2 separate regions of the Mus musculus genome follow, and region 2 is linked to region 1. Evidence: chromatin contacts called from public HiChIP or PLAC-seq data. All regions are on one chromosome and are shown on one strand. Each heading gives the region's core, a stretch centred on a gene start, on an enhancer-like site or on the middle of the called end of the contact. The rest is flanking DNA. Distances are from core to core; before and after follow the strand shown. Region 1 has its middle 9.6 kb from the start of Gm35585. Region 2 overlaps 9830132P13Rik (RIKEN cDNA 9830132P13 gene).

Region 1 (7,067 bases), core at 1,994-4,493:
ATGAAGAATCAGTGACTAATTCACATTTCTGTGACTTGTGGAAGCCTAAGAGCTGGCACCCAAGCTCATACTGGCATCGGGCCAGGTATGATTCCCGATACTCCAAGTTAGCTTCCTACCACGTGCTGTATGGTGAAATAATGACTCTGACGAGAACTGCTAACAAGCAGAGAGATGAACTCATGTTTAGCATTTTCTGTAATGATCAGAAACAATCTTGAGAACACCAAATTGATAATTTTACTTTTTTTGTCTTCGGTAAATATCAAAATGAGTAGACAGCTTAACTCCTTATTGTGTAGCTGATATGTTTTATACAGTGACAGTCTGAGAATGGGTTCACTGGTAATACGGGTGGCTGCCTGGAAGGTGAGATAAGCTGGCAATCCATCCCACTGTCAATATCCTATCTAGCATACTTCCCGTGGATAGACATAAAATACAATAAAAGTACACTCTACTAGCTCATTAGCTCGCTCTCTCGCTCTCTCTCTCTCTCTCTCTCTCTCCCCCTCCCCGCGCCCCAGCCATACCCAGGCATGCACACAGCTGGATGGTGTTGTTTGTGGGGATAGAATCTGGGGCCCCAAGTTTCCTTATGCAGAGCATGTGCTCTATCCCGGAGCTACATCCCTGACCCTGGTAACACCTTTAAAGTGGCTTTTCCTTTACCCTGACACTCCCCATTCTCCACCAATTCTTTAGTGCCCAAATATATTTTACTTAAATCTTTATCTCAGTCTGAAGTGATTCAGGCAACTGAAGTCAGCTTCTGTTGTTTCCAACAAAAAATTCTGTGTATATACCTGTTTTCTTTCCCCATGTCTCCATTAATGAGGTACCATTTGCTGCTTATGGGCCTGTAGGCACATAGCAATTCTCTGCTTTAGTTTTCCACATGTAAAATGGGAACAATAAAAGACCCAACCTAGATCAATATGAGATTAATTTGGCCAATATGTGTAAAACATGCAAGACTTTAGCCAACTCATAGCATGGTGGCTTTTATTTCTTCAGTTATTGGTTTTTAGATCAGCTACCAGTTTTAAGGGAAGCTTTTCCTAACTCCCCCCATCAAATGCCCCATTCCTGGGCTCACTTCTGTCTTCCTTTCATAACACTACTTAAATGTTTTTATATCCAGTCATTTATCTTTTCTCTAAACTAGATCTTAATTAAACACATGTTCATTCTATTGTTTTACTTCAAAAGAGCAATCATTGTGGGCTAGAAACACAGTCCAGTGGCAGAGCACATGTGGCCGTAGGTTCAAATCCCACCACTGCAAAAATGAAAAAAAAAAAAAAAACAGGGCTGGCAAGATGATGGGGAGGGCAAGTGGCTTGCTACCCAGCCTGGTGACCTGAATCTGACCCTAGATCCCACATGGTGGAAGGAGGCAGCTGCCTCACACAAGCTGTGCTCTGACTTCCATGCAATGCTGTGGTCCGTGTGTGCCTCCTGTGCCAAAATCAGAATTGAAACAAATAAAACAACAACAACAGCAAAACCCAACCAAATTAATTTTATAAAAAGGAATGGCCAAACATTAAGATATCACTCACAGATTTTACTGAGGTATAATTGGCATAAAATAAGATATTCACATTTCTTTAAAATGTTAGCAGTTTCATACAAACACACACACAGTGCATTCTAATCTAGTTCTAATTCTGATCTAACCTAATTCTAAGTGCTGTATGTGTAGGATGTATTGTGATCACGCTCTCCATTGCCCTCTGGTTCTTCTCCTTCCCACTGACCCCTTTTCTTCCTCACTAATCTCCTACTTTTGTGTCATTTTCTATTTGACTCCCTGAATTCAGTGAGGGTTGCTTACCTGTGCATGGATGAGGGGTTATCTACTGGCGCACAGACAATTTACTAGGGACTCTTATCACGAGACAAGTATGATATCCTCTCCCCTGGCAACCATAAAGTTCCTCATGAGCGCCTCCCTTATCCACTACAAAGTTCTGAAGAGCCCAGTCTCGGTGGGGATCCACAGCTCCTGTGTGTTCACAAGTGCAATGACCATGTCATATTCATTTCATAGCAACCCAGCCTTAGCTCTTCTCTTTCTCTTCTGTAATGCTCACTGGGCCCTGTAATGCTCACTGGGCCCTGGAGGGGACGGTATCGATGTTTTTTTTTTTTTTTTTTAAGATTTATTTATTTATTTATTATATGTAAGTACACTGTAGCTGTCCTCAGACACTCCAGAAGAGGGAGTCAGATCTCCTTACGGATGGTTGTGAGCCACCATGTGGTTGCTGGGATTTGAACTCCTGACCTTCGGAAGAGCAGTTGGGTGCTCTTACCCACTGAGCCATCTCACCAGATGTTTTATTTAACTGAGCATTCACGGTGGTAACTTTCTCAGCCCGTTGACCAGTGAGGAATCTCTGCTCTGACCCTTGTGAAAAGAAGTTTCTCTGGCCAAGGCTGAGACCAGCCCTACTCTGAGTAACTACTCGTGTTTAAAGCACAAAATTTTATAAGCTTTGACATACGTAGAGATGAGCAGAAATATCACCACAATAAAGTAAAGCTTTATATAATCTTATTTTCTACAGCTCTCAAAGCCTCTGAGAGATTTTTTTTTCCTCTTGTTGGAGTATTTCTTCCAGGCATGCTTTCAAGGGTGTGTGTGTGTGTGTGTGTGGGTGGGTGGGTGTGGTGTGGTGTGGTGTGGAGGGTGTTGTGATATCCTGCATAACTTTGGAGGAGGATCTTTATTTCAGTCACATACTGCATATAGGAATATAACCAGCAAGAGGAAATATATGGCTAGGAAGCAGAGTCTCTTCATACCATGGAAACGAGACATATTGCTCAAACTAGTGTGGAAGGAAGCTCTACTGTTGCTACCTGTTGTATGCCGGCCTGCAGGGTATACCTGGGAGGCAGGCTGGAGCTGAAAGAGACTTAGAGGGCGAGAGGTGAATGGAGACCAAGGCACGATTCTGTTCAAGCCCCGCCAGTTTACTAAGAGAGTGTGCTTATAAGGGGGACGGCCCATCCCCTTCCAGCCCATTCTTGGTGTCTGGAGCCAGCCTGTGGGCGACCTGCAGGATAGAAAGTTCCTCTGGAATATCTGGGGGCTTCTCAGCAGGTAGCAGTGTCTTGGAGAGAGCAGTGGCAGGTGACAGGACAAAAGAGCCAGCTAGGTCGGAAGGCTCCACCCTAGGTAATCTCCTTCTTAGTGGTAGCAAGGTCAAAGTCTGGATCAGCCTGCTTCAGGGCTGAGGGAGGCTACAGCCACCCAAGCACCTGCAGTTTAGAAAGGCTGTTAGTAACAGCTCTCCCTGTGTTGGAAGCGGAGAGTTCCCTGTTGTATAAAACTTTACAAGGAAGGTTCTGTTTGTTCTCTGAAAGGATTACTTCATGATACTTCACCACAGTTTTACCTTCTATCTTTACAGGACAACTTGATTAACCCCCTTCCCACAGCTAGACTGTAAACAATGCAGAACCATGCTATTCTTGCTTATTATTCTAACAGTACATTAGTGCCCCACACTTGCTCATGAAGGCTGATTGTGTTTAGAATGAAGCAAGACTAGAAACATCTTTGAGATAATGTCTTAAAGGCCTTCACTACTGTGATGGTCTGTATATGTTTGGTCCAGTGAATGGCACTATTAAGTGTGGCCTTGTTGGAGAAGGGTGTATCACTGTGGGCGTGGGCTTTAATACCCTCATCATAGCTGCCTGGAAGCTAATCTTCTCCAGATGAAGATGTAGAACTCTCAGCTCCTCCTGCACCATATCTGCTTGGATGCTGCCATGCTCCTGTCTTGATGATAATGGACTGAATCTCTGAACCTGTAAGCCAGCCCCAATTAAATGTTGTCCTTATAAGAGTTGTCTTGGCCATGGTGTCTGTTTACAGCAGTAAAACCCTAACTAAGACAACTACCAATTGAAATCGTTTATACTACACTTGGTAAAGCTTCACAGTCCTACAGGGACACAACTGGAGGAGAACTTTAGGACCTGTGCCATTAGCCAACAGCCATGCTGGACGCACTGAGGGGGAACCAATGTCAGAGCCAGAGCTAGATCCACAAGGATCCACAAGGATCCTGAGTCAGAGGAGCAGGAGTTCTAACTGTCAAGCCCGGATGACGGGGATAATGTGCAATAAGCAGAAACAGTGGCTTTCGACAGGCAGGCAGATGGCCAGGATGAGACATGTGTCATGAGTTCATTTCAAATGGCTTTGGTTTGAGGTGCTTCGGGATGTTCACTGCAGGATGAACTGGAAATGTGGCTGGAGTTGAGGATGTACAGCCAAGTGGGAGGCGAGGCGCAGACTCAAGCAGGCTTGCCAGCTCTGCTCCCTGGCTGTCTAGCTCACCACACACTCTGCATAGCTCAAAAACTATAAGGTTTATTTTGGGGGGAAAAAAGGAGGATGAGAAGAAGAAGAAATAAATATACTAATATCTATCAAGATTCAGTGAACTATAACAGATTTAAATTTCAGTGTTCAAAAGCAGTTTTGCTGGAGTGGAACAATGGTCATCTCTTCCCAATTGGTCTGACTTCATTCCCGCCCCCCCCCCCAAGGATTTTAAAAACTGCATCAGAAGTCGCATGACTTGTGAAGATGTTAACCGTCTGGCCCTTTACGGATATGGCTCACTCTCGTGCATTTATTGCTGAGGCAGCAAAGGCTGCTCTGCTTTCTAAGGCGACTTCCCCAGTAAGGAAGACGGAAAATGGCAGCTGTTATAGAAAACAGTCGCCATCTGTCTTCCCTCCTTATACAGAGCCTTTCAAGTGTTTTGATAAGACATCAATCAAGTTGTCTTAAAATCTGTATTCAAAATTTTACATCTTATTAAAAAAAAATGTGTTGGGAGCAGTGAGATGGCTCAGTTGGTAAAGTGTTTATCGTGTAAGCCTAGTGACCCCAGGTTACTCCCCAGGACACCCATAAACGTGGAAGGAGAAAACTCACTTCACAGACTTGTCCTCTGATATGTATGCCACAGCAAAAGCTTCAGCCTCACACAATCACACACACACACACACACACACACACACACACACACACACACACACCCAACACAGCATGGCACAAACTTCCCACCGCAAACTAATCTTAATAATTTATAATAATATATACATTTGTTACAATGTTTTACTAAAAACTCTCTAAGTACTTCAGGCAAGCCCAAATTATTTGCCTTTTAAAGAAGACTAAAACTCTAGGCCTATAATAAAAACTAGAGTGCATCCTTAGGTCAGACCAAGCCTTACAGGCTATGCTGACACGAGTAAGATTAGCTGTGCTCTGTTCAGCCAAAAGGGGGAGCCATGTCGCCTCTGAGGACCAGCGTTCAGTTTGACAGTCAGCCAGAAACAGATTCTTCCCAACAAGAAAGGCTTCTTGGTGTATTAAAAGGTTGCATACGAGGAACGGCAGTACGGCTGAGGCTATGGATGGTGGCCATTACACCAGGAAAGCCTTGGGCTAGAGGAGCACCAGAGAGGCAGGACACTTGACCTGGCTGCGCAGGGCCCAGAGCTGCAGGTCTAATTAAGGCCTTTGATACATTGTGAATTGAGGTTTTGTACAGGTCGAAAGCTTAGTTCTGTTACAAGCACTGGAACTCCGTGCAGTGTTACCAGAAGCATGTGTTGAGGATGCTGTCCTTTTTCTTACTGCGTGTTTTTGACACCTCTGTTAAAGATTAGGCTGCTGTAGCGAGGCAGCTGGTGGATACAGACTGCTATTCTCAACGGGGTTCTTTTGCATTCCTGCCTCTTTTGTGATTGAAACGAAGTAGGTTTGAAATCCAATCCAGGCAAAGACTGTGTGCTAGCTACAGCTCTAAGAAGTATTCCCTGTCAGTGTTCTAGAAGGCATCAGGGTTGTCCCCAGCAGAGAATTAGAGGATTACCATGCGATGACCTCCAGAGCAGCATGTCTCTGAAGTGTTCTGTATGGACTTCTGTCTGCAGGCTGGAAACGGCCACAGCAGTTGCTGACTGCAGTGTGTAGCATCTTGGAGACCTAGACAGGGTTGAGTTCCCTCTGCCAGCAGTAGTTTAGGAAGATCTCTTCCCTTGCCAGAGGCAGTAGCTTCGAGCACAGGGCCCTAGTTCTACCGAGAGTCAGTCCCTGGAATCCTGAAGGCAGCCATCTCTTCCTCTTCCTCTTCCTCGTCTTCCCCCTTCTCCTCCTTCTTTTCCTCCTCCTCAGAATCCGGGAGTGTCCTGCATTCCAAAGCCCAAATTTGCTGGGCACCAGATGGGTCCCAATTGTTGATATTTTCTTTCTGCTGTTGTTTCCCCATGTTTGTCTCTAATTTTACTAATCTGGATCTTCTCTCTCCACCTTTTAGTTAATCTGACTAGATGTTTATCAAGCTTACTGATTTTTTTTCAACCAACCATTTGTTTCATCGATTGTCTCTAGTTTATTGATTTCAGCCCCAAGTTTGATTATTTCTTGCTGTCTGCTCCTTGAGGATGCGATTTCTACTTTTTGTTCTAGAGTTTTCAAGCATGCTATTAAGTTACTAATATGAGATCTCTCCAATATTTTTTTATAAGCACTTAGTGCTATGAACTAGCCTCTTAGAACATCCTTCATTGTGTTCCATATGTGTGGGGATGTTGGGTTTTCATTTTCATTCAATTCTAAAAACTTTAAATTTTCTTTCTCAATTTCCTGACATTTTCCATTCAGAAGTGAGTTGTTCTGTTTCAGTGAATTTGTAAGCTTCCTTTTGTTTCTGTTGTTGCCAGCTTTAATTCATGATGGTCAGATAGGATGCAGGATGTTTCAATTTTCTTGTATTTCTTGAGACTTGTTTTGTGTCCAGTTATATGGTCAATTTGGAGAAGGTCTCATGAAGTGCTAAGAAGTTATAGTCTTTGATATTTGAGTGAAATGTTCTGTAAATATCTGCCAGGTCCATTTGATTTATAGCATCATCTAGCACCACTATTTCTGTTTAGTTCTTGGCTGGATGACTCGTCTATTGGATGTATGGTCTCCTACTGATGCACAGTTGACTTACCAGCTGCTACACTTGGAGAAAACTGTC
Region 2 (7,067 bases), core at 1,835-4,334, 79 kb after region 1:
ACAGGGTCTACCTCAAGTGACGGCATGATGACAGGTGTCCTAAAGCTGGCAGGAGTCCAGCTGGCCCCCTCATCTGCCCACAGCCTGGTAAGAACAGAAAGCAGAGAGCAGGTGAAGTGGAGTTAGGTTGTAAGATCCACAGAAGTCCATGCACACAGACCCACTCCACTTCCTGCACTGAGGCTCCAACTCCCAAAAGTTCCACAGCCTTATAAAACAGTGTCACCGGCTTGGCCAGACAGTTCAAACACAATGGTGGACAGTCCACATTCAAACAATTCTATTCTGAAAGATTGCTGTCGCTCACTAGTGCCTGTTTCGAAGTTTCCCCCACCCCTCTGTAGGCTGGAGGGCCACAGATGAGTCTGACTAAGAAGTGTGGAGTGACCTCCACGCTTCTCTATAAGAAAATATGATTTGTATCTTTCCTCTCCCACAGACACATCCTAACTGGAATCTGCCTTGTTCCTTTGAAAGGTGATAAAAAGAGGTACGAATTGAATGTTAAGGTTGCTTTACTCAGAGATCCAGAGATAAGAGAAGACAGTGAATTTACATCATGAAAATCTGTCATACCTCCCATCTCCAGCCAGCAGATTACACAGGTACAAGGGGCAAGGCAGGGGAACAGGGTCTGTAGCTCAGTTTTAGTCTTCTGATCAGGTGGTCAGCTGTGTCTTTAAGACACGTGTTGTCTGCACTTTTATATTTTCTCCATCTCTGTCTCCCTCCCTCCCTCCCTCCCTCCCTCCCTCCCTCCCTCCCTCCCTCCCTCCCTCCCTTCCTCTCCCTCTCCCTTCCCCTCCCCCCCCCCCCCCCCGTCTGTATACATATGCCATGGTAGACATGTGTATGTCAGAGAACAGCCTTCAGCGTCAGGCCTTGCCTTCCTCCCCATTTGTGACAGTGCCTCTTTGTTGTACACCAGGCTAGCTGGCTCACACACACCTGCTTGTCCCCTATTTTGCAGTAGCAAACTGGGATTACAAATGCATGCTACTGCATCCGACTTTACAAGGGTTCTGGGGACCTGAACTCTGGTCCTTGGGCTTGCATGGCAAGCACATTACCCATGGAGCATCTCCCCAGCCCTGTCTGTGCCTTTCTCATTCTCATTACTTACTTACAGCATTAATTCTGGGTCAGGTTAGTATCTGCCGTGCACTCACCAGGTCCTCTGGGCTGGAGGAGCTCACTCTGAAGCCATTAGCGCCAAGCACACGCTAAGACATTAACAATGCCTGTATGGACTCTTTTCTTCAGTATGGACTGTAAGTCTGTCTTTGTAACATGAAAGCATGACTATCTGTACCTTCTGTCCCCTCTTCCTGTGAGGAGTGGAGCCCAGGAGAGGGATGATTTCAGGTCTGAGCATTGCGACAAAGAGGCCAAGTTGTGAGAAAAATTTCAAGGCTTGCTAAGAGCAGGAATTTAGAACGACACTTTTAAAGATGTTTCTATTCTATCAGTATACATATAATGAAGGTCTGTGAGACAGAGGGGACTGACCATGGAGCCACCAAACCCAAGAGTTCTGAAATAAATGTATTAATACTTTAGGTGTGAGCCTTGAAGGCAGGACAAGCCACTGAGCTCCTGGGGTGAATCTCTGTGGGCTGACAGCATGAGAGGTGCATTCCATGGAAGAAGAACCAAAAGTGATCGCAGAGTGTCCTCAAGATGGCTGGAATTTCATGGGCAAGCGTGGGAAAGCATGAAAACACTCTGTCTGCGTTAACACTACATGGCATTTATATTGTTTTTTAGAGCACAATGGAAGAATAGATGGTCAGACACCCTGCCACACCTTGGATATACTGCTTCTGTTGGCACTTCAAGACTATAAGCTTGACACACAAGAAGCCTTTTAGGGAAGAGAACTGACGTGTATGCTCATGTTGAAAGCAACCCTGTGGTATGTTGTCACTAATCTTTTTTTTTTTTTAAAGATTTATTTATTTATTATATGTAAGTACACTGTTGCTGTCTTCAGACACACCAGAAGAGGGCATCAGATCTCATTACAGGTGGTTGTGAGCCACCATGTGGTTGCTGGGATTTGAACTTCGGACCTTCGGAAGAGCAGTCGAGTGCTCTTACCCACTGAGCCATCTCACCAGCCCGTCACTAATCTTAAAACAGTGTTAAATGAAGGAGGTCGGATCCACATTATGCTTAGAGCAGCCTGAGTAGAAGCTTGGTAGCTGTTGGGTTTCAGACCCAGGACAAGGGACTGAGGTGCATAGTTGTTGACATATTAAAACAGACCTGGCCTCCTGGCTATCCCAGCATCCCTCAGTCCCCACCTTGCATACTCTGCCTCAACAATGAACTTTCCAGTCTAACGGCTGGGCTCTCCTTCTCTCAGAGGCTCTTCCCTATATAATCCAGACATTTTAGTCTCTTCCTCCCCCCTCGCGCATTCATGCACACAGCCCTTTTTTCCTGCCCCCTTCCTTCCCCATGGGGACTTCCCTGGTTTCCCTCCTTGGGGTCAGTGAATTCCCCTGCTTGAGAGCAGCTTCCCAATAAACCTGCCCTTAATCTAATCTAATCTGGGTTGAAATGGCTCATTCTACTGATGGAGAAATAACCTACTACGAGCCACACTCACTGGGGCTGATTTCTGGCCTCTGCTAACTCATATCCTGGGCCATTCTAGATGTCTAAATAATGAGCTTATTCTTCTATTTCTCAACATCAGTTGAGAGTTAGGCTTTTGTTGTTGTTTTGGTTTTTTGTTTTTGTTTGTTTTTTGGTTTTTTTTGCTTGTTTTTTTTTTATTTTTTTTATTAGGTATTTTCCTCGTTTACATTTTCAATGCTATCCCAAAGGTCCCCCATACCCACCCACCCCCCAATCCCCTACCCACCACTGCCCCTTTTTGGCCCTGGCGTTCCCCTGTACTGGGGCATATAAAGTTTGCAAGTCCAATGGGCCTCTCTTTTTTTATTTTTTGCTTGTTTTTTAAGTCTCTGTTCAATCCATGGGATTATAGCCATTCTAGGGACTAAACACAGAGAAGTCGGTGAAGAACAAACGGCTGCTGCCGGTGCAGTGGGGCAATATTTGAACAACGCCACAGTAATGTGACACAGAGGTCACTGCTCTTAGCTCTGCAACGTTCCACGCCCAGCCCAGGGGTTCATAATAGACATTGGAATGTACAAGTCCACTCCCTGCAAACATTCCTACCAATCTAACACCTTGATTGCCAGCAGCCTCTCCCACAACCACAGCCACAGCCAGAGCCACAGCCGCAAACCTTTCTCTCACTTCTGCCTTCCAAATCCTGAATGCATGTTGGGACAGAATTTAAGACTCCCCGCCACCCCCAACAAAAACAACAACAAAAACAAAAACGAAACCCCATAAAAGAAAGTGTTTTGGAGAATGCAGTCCAGGTTAGTTTCTTATCCACATTGAAGGGGTGGGGACTTCCAAAGCCAAACGATTGGTTGCACATAGTATATGCTTGTGTCTTGGCACTTTCCTCACTGCAGAACATAGATAGGTTCATATCTGGCCAAGTCAACCGTCAGGGTGTGCCTTACTGTGACTCTGCAGAGACATTTGGCTCTGTGGAACCTCCCTGTTCCCCATGCTACCACCTATCAGGAGTAGTATTTCATTTGTTCTTAGTAATCCTGTCATAGCTGCCATGTGCCACATTTGCTTAGATCTTCTTGCTGACCCTTCTAGATGTTAACACCATCTCTGTCAGGCCGCTCTTCTGAGGGCAGAGTAGAAAACACCGTTCCGAGTTAGGGCTCTCGGCACCCCCAGACTTTCTGCTGCGGCTGCAGAAGACTGGTGATTCTCTGAATCCATTTCTGGTCCTTGATGGTGAGGTAAGGGGAGGAGGGAGCCTGGACTTCTGACTGCTTCACAGCACAGTCCTGGTCCTGATTTCAACTTGAGCTTCACCTCATCTTACTATGGACACTCCCGTGGGTATAACGTGGCCTGGGGCCTCTAGACAGCAAATTGGTTCTGCATAGTACCTGCTAGTGGACACTGATATATTGTTGCTGGCTTAATTAGTCCTACTCCATCTTCTCTACTAAATTTATTTAGACATTTCTCTTTGACTACTATCACTTTTTAAGTAAAAAATAACTTTCTAAGTAAGCATATGAGGTGATGGACTTTAATTATGCCATGTTTACATCCATGCATCATTATATTTATGCTCTAATTATCCTCTTCCCCTCCAGTCATACACACACACACACAAACACACACACACACACACACACACCCCTTTCTCCCTCTAGCAGGTTCCTTCCCTTCCCCTAGACATCCCCACTTTTGCTTCGTGCCACATACACTCAGTTGTCTTCCCTGTATGTTTGAAATCCCCTAACATCTCTACTTTCCCTCGCCTGGCCCCCTTCCTAGTTCCATGGTCCACCCTCACACAGAACACACAGATAAGTTTAAATCTTGGCTGCATATGTAAGAGGAAAGTGCATGTAATATTTGTCTTTATGGCTTATTTTGCTTAACATAATGATTTTCAGGTCCATTGACTTTCCTGAAAATGTCATGTTTTCTTTTTTTACCACTGGGGTGGGGTGGGGGTGGGGGACGGGAATCCTATTGTATATAGCCAAACTTATGTAAATTTACATATTAAATTTTATCTGTTCTTCCTATATATCATTTTCTTTTCACTCTCTCCCCGCCCTGTTGCTATGGGATTTGAGGAGACAGAAGTAGAAGCGCATCATCTATGATACCTGATGGGAGTCTGTGCCCGTTCTCTTTTACCTTGTATTTTCTCAGCAAGGCTTAGCTTATTTTTCCTGAAAATTGAAAAGAATTAGAAATGCCTTCATATGCTTTTGCAAATAAAGTAAATGAAGTTCAGTAGGATTAAATAAGTATGGCCAGGCATGGAGGCCCAAGTCTATAATCTTAATACTCAGGAAGCAGAGACTTGAATATTGCAAAATACGCAGAGCTAGGGAGCTAGTTCTGGGTCAGTTTACGGCTCTATATCTGTATCTGAATCTGTATCTAGATCTCTCTATCATCTGTCTGTCTGTCCGTCCATCTATCCATCCATGTAGCCATCGATAAAGAAAAGAATTAAAGGATGAATAAAGTATCCAAGATCAAATAGTGAGTCATAGGATCAGGGCTGCAGGCTTCCCTCATAGATTCACTCCATTGCTCCACCCCCTGTAAGAATGACATCTGCTGTGGTCCTGGAGGTAAACTGAAAATACCAAATTATGAGGAAAGGTTCTGAGGGGATCTAATCTAGGCTTCAAGTGAACTTCCCCATGAGGTGCGCTGGCTATGTGCTTCAGGTGATCTGGGCTCTGGGTTCACAAGTGTGTTCGCTTTCTGAAAATTCTGTTTTGGAACTCCTTTGATGAAGGGGCAGCTCTTGGAAAAGGGCTTGAAAAGGTACTGAGTGGGTGGCTCTTCCAGCAATGTTATGGGGAAATCCAATCTGCAATGAGATTTGTGTCTAGAAGATACTGTGGAAGAAAACACAGAGCCCAGGCCAGCACTGTGACTTGCATTTGAGAGCCCAGGGATGGGCACATACAGTCAGGCAGGTGGGATGCAGGAGAGGAGCACACAAACCCATCCCTGAAGCACATAGAAAGCGGGCTGCAGACATGAGTGCCTGTAACCGAAGAGGAAGTTAGGAGACGTGCAAGCGTTGCCTGCCGAGTTTCCAAGAATAAGCTTATGACTCACTTCTGAACTCATCTCTGTCATCCTTGGATCTTCATAAGAGTCTGGTGATGAGCGGAACTTGAACACAGATGACTGATATTCTAGTTGGTATCCCACGGTTTATAGAAGAAACGAGACGGGGGTATAAGCAGCGATCTGACACCTTAGACTGAATCACTGCTGGGAGAAAGCACGGCACTTATTCTTCACTGAACGTTGCCATTTGAAGATTTTTAATCTTATAAATTACTTATGATCCCTATACCATTGGAGTATATACACTTTTTTTTTAAATGATATAAGCAAAGAAAGGAACTGATAATGTCCAACTGGTCTACACGGGTTAGTCCAATTTCGTTCTACCCAATTGTTCTTGGATGGTCTTCTTCTGGAGAGGTGGGCAGCTTAGAGAATCTCTCTCCTCCAGCCTCTAGCCATTGCCATGAGCTCCGTGGCTTGGGTGGGACTGTGTGCCCAGCTCCTCTTTCTCTTCTGGGGTTTGGCCTGTCTTGGGTTTGGACAGGGTTTGCAGTTGCTGTACTGACTGCTGTGTGTTCCGTGTGTAGATGCCCTGCTGTGTCCGGAGGGGTCGGTGACTACAGGGAAGCAGATGCTTTCACTCTGATCCTCCCTTTTTCCACCACAGCCTATCTGCTCTCTTGCTGCAGCCTTTTGATGAAGAGTGATTATGGACCTTAACTTGGCTTCACAATCTAAAAACTTTCTGTGGTAGTTGCTGGCTTTGGAGTCTCAAAATTTTTTTGTGCTATTTTAATTTATGAAGATACTCTCCCATTTTTTTCTGTATCTTTTATTTGAATTCAATTTTTTATTAGATATTTTCTTTATTTACATTTCAAATGTTATCCCCTTTCCTAGTTTCCCCTCCCAAAACCCTCTATACCCTCCTCCCTCCCCCTGCTCACCAACCCACCCACTCCCACTTCCTGGCCCTGGCATTCCCCTGTACTGGGGCATAGAACCTTCACAGGACCAAGGGCCTCTTCTCCCATTGATGAACAACTAGGCCATCTGCTACATGTGCAGCTAGAGCCATGAGTCCCAACATGTGTTTTCTTTGGTTGGTGGTTTAGTCACAGGGAGCTCTGGAGGTATTGGTTAGTTCATATTGTTGTTCCTCCTATGGAGCCACAAACCCCTTCATTTCCTTGAGTCCTTTCTCTAGCTTCTTCATTGGGGACCCTGTGCTCGGTCCAAAGGATGGCTGTGAGCATCCACTTCTATATTTGTCAGGCACTGGCATAGCTTCTTAGGAGACAGCTATATCAGGCTCCTATCAGCAAGCACTTGTTGGCATCCACAATAGTGTCTGTTTTGGTGGTTGTATATGGGTTGAATCCCCAGGTGGG

The links. HiChIP or PLAC-seq counts read pairs in DNA pulled down with a chosen protein or histone mark.
Region 2: a contact with region 1 is called in an H3K4me3 HiChIP or PLAC-seq map of intestinal villus epithelium, with 6 read pairs. The contact joins two enhancer-like sites. A contact is called at or near these places in 7 of 39 promoter capture datasets (the 3T3-L1 cell line, 3T3-L1-derived adipocytes, the C10 cell line and 3 more), 11 of 15 datasets of contacts at CTCF or cohesin (CD8 T cells, the G1E-ER4 cell line, the NIH/3T3 cell line and 6 more), 286 of 484 Hi-C or Micro-C datasets (3T3-L1-derived adipocytes, the 63-12 cell line, the AML12 cell line and 150 more), 40 of 115 datasets of contacts at active chromatin or transcription factors (CD4 single positive thymocytes, CD8 T cells, PVALB interneurons and 27 more) and 5 of 9 other capture datasets (embryonic stem cells, embryonic tail, liver and 2 more).

What each region holds. Positions count from the first base shown.
Region 1 is chr3:127,848,203-127,855,269 of GRCm38.p6, forward strand. No RefSeq gene overlaps it. Among named protein-coding and RNA genes, the nearest start is that of Gm35585, 9.6 kb to the right of the region's middle. Within about 2 kb of position 3,244, at least 20 of the 459 cell types and tissues checked have an H3K27ac peak or open chromatin away from gene starts, as enhancers often do. A contact at or near this core is called in intestinal crypt epithelium and intestinal villus epithelium, where this site is marked.
Region 2 is chr3:127,926,952-127,934,018 of GRCm38.p6, forward strand. 9830132P13Rik (RIKEN cDNA 9830132P13 gene) reads left to right here. Exons shown (of 5, transcript NR_040552.1): 2 at 478-605; 3 at 1,768-1,915. Among named protein-coding and RNA genes, the nearest start is that of 9830132P13Rik, 14 kb to the left of the region's middle. Within about 2 kb of position 3,085, at least 83 of the 459 cell types and tissues checked have an H3K27ac peak or open chromatin away from gene starts, as enhancers often do. A contact at or near this core is called in intestinal crypt epithelium and intestinal villus epithelium, where this site is marked.